2 separate regions of the Bombyx mori genome follow, and region 2 is linked to region 1. A link is a contact called in public Hi-C data. All regions are on one chromosome and are shown on one strand. The core of a region is the stretch at or near the end of the contact, and the rest is flanking DNA. Distances in the headings are between cores, read along the strand shown. Region 1 holds the start of LOC101741148. Region 2 overlaps LOC101740450.

Region 1 (4,029 bases), core at 874-3,373:
TTAAAGTACATTATTTTATTCTATCATCAATAGTTTTCGCAGCGCGCGCGATGTAAAGAATATTTTAGGTAAATTTTTACACCTTGGGTTACATTATTGGAGTTTTAGTAAGAAGCCCTATTTTTTTTAAATAATATAGCCTATGTAACTTGGGGATAGTGTAGCTTCCAAACAGTGAATTTTTTTTCAAATCGGTTCAGTACTTTCGGATCCTATTCAATACAAACAAACAAACAAATGTTTCCTCTTTATAATATTAGTATAAATAGTATAGATTATTTGGTTACGTAGTATTATTTCTATCTATTGTCATTTTCGTCAGTGTATGTTTGGGTGCTTCTTAGCACCGATAACTGACCGCTGACAACTGTCCTTGAATCTACTTACCAAAATCCTATTGGCCAGTAATAGCAAGACCAACATCGCCTATCGAGCCTGATAGACTCAACGTGCCAACGATAACACCATAGTTACCATCTTCCTTCACAGCTCAAAATCGCCATCATTATCGTCTCAGCCTGTCCAATGTCCATTACTGAACATAGGCCCCTCCAATCGATCTCCAGTGCGACTGGTCCGTTGCCACCTGCATCCAACGTGACCCAGCGATTCTCACTAGGTCCTCGGTCCATTTGGTAGATGGCTATTCCTTGCGCTTGCCAGTACGTGGTCCACACTCGAGGATATTTCTGCCCCATCGGCCGTCCTATCTTCGCGATATGTGGCCCGCCCACTGCCACTTTAGCTTGCTAATTCTACGGTCTATGTCAGAAATTTTGGTTCTTATATGGATCTCCTCATTTCTATTTCGGTCTTGCAGAGAAATACCAAGTATAGCCCTCTCCATAGCTCGCTGCGCAATACTAAGCTTCCTAAAAATATCCCTTGTGAAGCACCACGTCTCGAAACCGTAAGTCAGCATTGGTAAAACACATTGACTGTACCTGCACCTTTGCTTTAAGTTGTCAGCCAATAAAAACACTTCAAAATAAAAAAAAACAAATTCCACGAAATCTCAGTAATGGCAACTCTCGTTTATTATCCAGGCTTTTTGCTGTCTCACAATTAAGTCATCAAGTTGATGTGTGACAATTGACACTTATTGACATAATGAAGCAATCTCTTTTCGCAATGCGATTGAGTAAATTGTGCGAGAGTTGTGAAATGACTTTGTTGCTGTGCAAACTCATTTTACTGTCGTCGTTATGCGAATATAAACCGGAGCTTGATCTATCTATCTCTTAGGTTTAAGGCGTTTCCTTTTAGATTTCGCCAATGTCAAGTGTATTTAATACTCTGCTTTCTATAGCGGGCTTCGTGAACGAGCAAGGTCACAGATATTCACTAAGAATTATTGATCGGTATAATATTGATTATCGTCACTGTCAAACTAAAATCTGCCATGTGCAAAAACTCTATTTTGAATTAACGAGTAAAAATATTTTCGTATAAAATTTTATATGAAGGTGAATTTTAAAGAACTATACCAAATGAAAGCTATAGATAAATATTAAAGTTATAGACACATAACAGTTTTTTTATACGGTAGGCTGTGAATTATACGAAAAGGACAAAAAGTAAAAATCTCAAAAAGTGCACATAGCAGATTTTGGTTTGACATCGACGTTATACTAGTTCTTTGCATTTAGTTTTTTTTTTTTACTTCAGAAAAAAAGACAAATGTATCTAAATAATCTAATCAACGAAAAAAAAAAACCGAATTCAATTGATTATTTGATAATAACTTTTCACACTGGCAACCTCGAATAATGGCGCGACGGGGGTCATGAACATTCGTAAATTTGAAAACGTATTCAAACAATGGCCATCGACAGTTCGCGCCTTTCACATTGACATTTGAAGGAATCGTATGATATACAAAAAAAAAGTTAATTTTGTAGTCCCGTAGACTTTACTGCGGGCTTCCGTGTTAAGAGATTTATGATGAAATAATTTGAGTTACTTTAGTCCCGAGATCGGAATGTGTAATTAATTAATTATATTATCTGTTTAAATTCTAAACATAATTACCGGCTTAAATGAAACTTGCCAATTGAGGCAAAGACGTTGAATTATTATTTTTAATCAATGATTTCGGACGCCATGACACATTAAGTGTATTTCATTAAAACTAAAATCATTCAAAATAATTATGATAACTGAATTTAATACTATGAAATTCTGTTGAACAATGGTCTCTACTAATTTCTTCTAGTAAAAAGTAAACAAAGAGGAATATTTGTAGTATTTTAATTTGACATTGATGTCAAAAATTCCTCAACAATGACGTATAGAAAATATTAGTAAATACCAGCTGGTCGATGTAAGAAAAATTCTAGTGAAACACTAAAAACTATAGTCAGTTTAGTTTTTTAAATAATGAAAAATTTACGAGAGTATATTTCTACCATAATTTAGCACTGAAATTTCCGGTTCAGTTTGAAGGTGAGAGCTGATTGTTTGAGTTACGAATTAATGTAAGGTTGATAGGCTGAATTCATAAATATCTGACAAAACCCCGCGCAATTGTAATTGTTGACTGAAGACTTCGATGAAAAACAACATCGTGTAATGAAAATCGAACCGCCAGTATTAATTAGAATAGATTTTAATGTTTACCGGATCGGAAACGCGACCCACTGAAAAGATGCGGCGAGAAACTCAGTGGGCTGTGTCTATGGGTTAATTTACTCGTCGAGCCCTTCGTCACAAGCGACGGGCTTGGGACGGGTACCGGTGCTTGAGGTACCTAAAAGCACCTTTAATGGATCGGGAGGATCCGTAATGACGTGCTTAGGGCGACGTCGACTGTTTAACATTCGGTCCACAGGATCGGGTATGGTCATAGACAATAAGATGATGCCCTAGACACGTTCTAACGGATCCGTCAGATCCAATAACTCTTGCATTAGATGCCTTCCCGTCCCGGTACCCGTACTCGTTGAACTCGACAAAGAGTTCCACGTGCAACTTAATCCATACGTCAGCCCGCTGAGATTCTCGCCGGATCTTCTCAGTAGGTCGCGATTCCGAACCGGTGGTAGATTCTGGGAAGCACTGCTCTTGCTAGGGTTAGTGCACAGAAATAATATCAAGGGCTAGTGTTAGCAACGACGTCAGGTTTGAGCCCCGTGAGCTCACCTACTTGTTAAGGTTACGCTGAAATGGACCATCATCAAGACCATCAGTTTAGGTAGGAAAAAAAAAGTTGAGCTCTAACATTTTTAGCATTTGAAATCGTTTAAACATAATCTTGACTTAATTTCAGGGTTGAACAGAAGCGTTTCAATGTCTTTGCGATATACAAGGAATTATTATGATGATCGTTTCCGTCGGAGAAATGTTCATGGCGAGAGCTCCGAAGGTGGTTTCGCGATACAGAACCGCACCAGTCAAATAGAAGAGACTGAGATCCGAAATGATGGAACGCAGGAGACGTCAGAGTCGAATGTAAGCATTGCTGTGTGACTATTTGTTCGTTTAGGGAGCTCGGATGGGGCATAGCTAAACTTTCGGGATAAAGAAAAAATTTACCGAAGCACAAACTAAAACTGTATTCATCAGTTAGAACACTTAACGAACACTTTAAGATTCTCGATTCACTTCCTCCCCTTCGCCTTAGGTGAGCCGATCGCTGTTTCGCTTCGAGTAGTTCCGATTACTGACTGCTTCGTGCCATCTCTGCAATGCTTTTATAGTCGAGACGACATCCCTAGATTTATCGAGAGCATTCTGTGCAAGTCGAGTAGTTTCGATATGTGTTTCCGCTATCTGACAATAGATGGCGTTGTACTTCTCGAGCCTTCTTGACGTTACGCATTTATTTGATAATCGTTTCGGCTGTTCGGCGATAGCTGGCGTTACTTTTACCGGCCGGCGTAACATTTAGTTTGAGGTCGGAAAGCGATAGGCACGCGTTTACAAACGCATATAGGCAGGGTGCTAGTACGTATACGCTAGTCGTAAGACTTAATGTTCATTCTCCAATAGGTTGCAGGCTCTTCATCGTCACACATTCTGGCCAACGAC
Region 2 (4,029 bases), core at 1,104-3,603, 87 kb before region 1:
TCGCTTATACGCTTACGTCGTTTGGAACCTCTAGGTCTGCGGAGGGACTTCGGCTCTCTCTGTATTTTGTACCGTATGTTCCATGGGGAGTGCTCTGAGGAATTGTTCGAGATGATACCGGCATCTCGTTTTTACCATCGCACCGCCCGCCACCGGAGTAGAGTTCATCCATACTACCTGGAGCCACTGCGGTCATCCACAGTGCGTTTCTAGAGATCTTTTTTGCCACGTACCATCCGGCTATGGAATGAGCTCCTCTCCACGGTGTTTCTCGAGCGCTATGACATGTCCTTCCTCAAACGAGGCTTGTGGAGAGTATTAAGCGGTAGGCAGCGGCTTGGCTCTGCCCCTGGCATTGCTGAAGTTCATGGGCGACGGTAACCACTCACCATCAGGTGGGCCGTATGCTCATCTGCCTACAAGGGCAATAAAAAAAAAAAACGCGAGCATAATACATACACCATTACCATACCTTATTACCTACCTAAAATTCCTTAAATTCCAATTCTAAGTGCTAGTAGGAGAGCGTATTGTAAATTATCACGTGGGGGGAGCTATCCAGGTTATTTCTGCCGCGAAGCAATCATACCATCTCCTTTGGGGAATAGTCGTTCCTTGGTGTAACATAGAGATCGGGGCTCGCGTTCGCGAAGCAGCTGCCCTTGAGCAGCTAGGTCTTCTTCGGAGGCGCTCGGGCAGCTGTTAACAAATCCCACCCCTACTGGCTAGGCCTTTGCTCGCCCACCTGTTCTGATGAAACTGGAAAGACCTTTGGGCCATCAATAATCCTTCCTTCATAAAAAAAAAGATCGGAACTGCCTCGTTATATGCCTGGCAGCGTTTTGGAGAACCCTGAACACCAGGTCGGCTGTAAAGTCATCTACTCATCCATAGTAATACAAAATTTAACATGTGCGTGATCATATCGTACTTTAAACTGCATATAAAGATAATCTAATGAGCGTCACGGTGTGTTAACACAATATCATTTGCATATAAACGGTATTGCACACTGTACGTACATGCGGCTGAGAGCTTTGACGTCGATGTATACCTTTAAAGCTCTTTATTAACCGACTCTAAATAAAGAGAAGGTTCGCGAGGGCAGCTAACGTGTATGTATTGTATAAACTTCTTGTTCTTCAATCGGGGATGCGTGCTTTGTGGTCAAAAAACTGCGGTAGCTATCCTCGCAATAAGCCAAGAGAATTCAAAATACTTTTACCCAATAGTCAGTTATATACCTAAACAGTTTCAAATTTTCTCAAATAATTAATTCCAGCGCACCGGTGGGTATGCCAATAAATAGCAGGTAATGTAATGCACGCGCGTCTATAGCTATGTAATTGGCCGGCTCGTGGGAAAAACGCCACCTGTCCATCTTTCCTTTAACATCGCCTTTCCCATAAGGCACGGTCACGGACCGTGACGTCACCGTGTGACCTTACGACCCTCGCGCCAAACTACAGAAAGCTTTATATAGGTGTTTAAAGTTAAAAGGTCATTTTCATATTAACTCTTTAATCGCAAGGGACAGAACGCATCTATGTTGCGTCAATGGGTTTTTGACGAGTATGGAATAGAATCATAAAGAGGTCTTGTGTAAGTTGATACGAGTTCTTAGCCCCAAATTAGCGATAAGGGGTAACTTGGATTCGCTTATGCGACGGTAATTACTCCTCAGCAGTTGGGCTGTATTTGCGAAGCAGATGAGAGATAGATTTTGCGAAGCACTGCTATGGTAGAGCTAGTGTTAGCAATGCCCCCAGGCTAGAGCCTCGAGAGCTCTCCTACTCGCTAGGTTACGCCCGCATATCCTGTCAAGGGCACCAGCTTGGGTAGGAAAAAAAACCTGTTATCGGAATCATCTCGATTTTACGTCCCGTAAAGCCTTTGTATTTGTAAAAATGGAAATACATACATTTGAAACTCCATTTAAGATCTTGGAATGGTCCTAGAAAAAAAAACAGATTAAATTGAGTACACGAAATAAAGTAAGTCAAAAAGTAATTCATAATTTTCGCAGATGAGGTTTTTGGTTGCAAACGAGTTGAGTGGCCGGGGAATACATAAAAACAATCATTACTGTTTTTAAAAAAACCACCAAGAACTGGTCAGATAAGTAATTCGACGAAACTGTTATGTTAAATCTGGAGCAATACAAACAAAATCGCCAAAATCATAATCGAAGGCCGCCATTTTGCAAAACAAAAAAAACGCGCTAAAAGTCCTAACCTAAAAACTCGTAGGACTAAAAAACTAAAGATCGCCCCAATCAGACAACGCCGAGCTCGCTACCGTCATAAAGACGCATTAATCGATTAAACAAACATCCGCCGGAATCGACGCCTTCACGCCGTAAATCATCCTTCGGTGATTGGGTCGGTCAAAGACTAACGAGTCAGATGGGTACTGCATGGCACTGAATTGTCTATTGAGATTTTGAGTTACAGAGTCAATTACTTATGCATTCTTTTTTATGAATTAGATAGGTAGCCAAAATACAAATATTACCTCAGTAATGAATATTAATAAATTTAGTAGAATAAGTTCACGCAGACGGATATCTTTTTTTATGAATGAGTGATTATTGGCAACCCAGAGGCCTTTCCAGTTTCAACAGGACGGGAGCGAGCAAAGACTCAGCCAGGAGGGGTGGGATTTGCTAACAGCTGCCCGAGCTCCTCCAAAGGAGACCTAACGACTCAAAAACAACTGCTTCGCGATTGAATCTACTATCGGATCGGAATCATGACCCGCTGAGAAGATCCGGCGAGAAACTTAGAGGGCTGATGCATGGGTTTGGCTGCACGTCGAACTCTTTCTCGAGTTTGATGAGTACGGTTACAGGGCAGATGGATGTCAAAGACCAGGCAAAGCGGAGGAGTTTAAGTAGGAAACAGACCCTGGCATTAATTTCTAAATAATAATGAAAAACTCTTTGAAGAACAGAAATTATGAGGCATTGACTGGCTTTCTTCGTAATATTTTTTGCCCGTCTGTTTATTTACTGTTTCTTTGGGGCTGCACGGTCGCGCCTCCACATTTTCACGAGGCCAATTAAATGATCCACGCCATCCGTGCGATATTGGATCGAGCCCACTTGTTGAATATTATTACACGAAGTTGCCGAAATGAAAACGTGCTATAGTTTTAGCGATCGATGTATGAAGGGCTTTTAAGGGAGTGCATTTGGAGGCAGCACGGGTAGGTCCTGCTCACTTTTGCCACGTTAGGCTCTGAACTCTGAATGTACTGTGTGCTTTGTGAGGGTATTTTAAGGTTCTGGATAGCGTAAAAGTTAACTCAATTTTGTATGGAGTTGGAATGTTTGCTTACGTTTGCCGCTAGGGGCGCTGTTCCAACTGCATACAAATTTGAGTTAACTTTTACGTTATCGAGAACGTTAAAAAGCTCGCACTAAACACCCTAGTCTGGGATGTTATGATAAAAGTATTTTTTTTAACGCGCCTTTCTTAGCTTGGGGCCTATATTTAGTGACGGAATTTTGAATGTCGTTATTATTGACTTCAACACGTGCGATCAACTTGAAAGTTTACTCACGCATCAACGATCGATGGCAATACAATAATTATATCAAATCTCTCTAATATCCTGTCTAGGATGGACAATATACTTTTGAGTTTGCTATTCAGGCGTGTTTTTTTTAGTTTTTTAAACTGCATAATATTATTTTGAATTTTCTCGTCTACCCACATTTTAATATCTAAAAGAATTCCTACTTACATTCACCGTGTCACGTATTCATAATAGTTACCGAAAAGGGTAATCGCTGCTATCAAAAAGTAGCAATGAATCGGACTCCGATATTTACGAAGGCGCCTCTTTTTTAGTCCTATTTTAGTAGCGTCCAAACGAGAAAAGATTAAGCAATATTGTTAAATCAACAATGGGCGTATTTGAGACGTAAAAAATTATGTTTCGTGGCGCCTCCTGACTCGTGTTTTATGACTTAATGATATTAAGATGTGATAAGATTTATTGTGGGCTTGTAGGAAGCTAGTTAGC

What was found. Hi-C and Micro-C count contacts between places; a contact is called where the count stands out from the background.
Region 2: a contact with region 1 is called in a Hi-C map of middle silk gland, with 2.2 times the contacts expected there. The contact joins the enhancer-like site here to the promoter of LOC101741148 in region 1. A contact is called at or near these places in 3 of 7 Hi-C or Micro-C datasets (middle silk gland and whole pupa).

The regions. Positions count from the first base shown.
Region 1 is chr6:1,358,158-1,362,186 of ASM3026992v2, reverse strand. LOC101741148 reads left to right here and starts at 2,123. Exons shown (of 5, transcript XM_004925221.5): 1 at 2,123-2,445; 2 at 3,269-3,450; 3 at 3,991-4,029. The coding sequence starts at 3,289. All of the region lies in intron 1 of LOC101740450, which reads right to left.
Region 2 is chr6:1,445,390-1,449,418 of ASM3026992v2, reverse strand. All of the region lies in intron 1 of LOC101740450, which reads right to left. Among protein-coding and RNA genes, the nearest start is that of LOC100862826, 18 kb to the right of the region's middle. Within about 2 kb of position 2,353, at least 2 of the 8 cell types and tissues checked have open chromatin away from gene starts, as enhancers often do.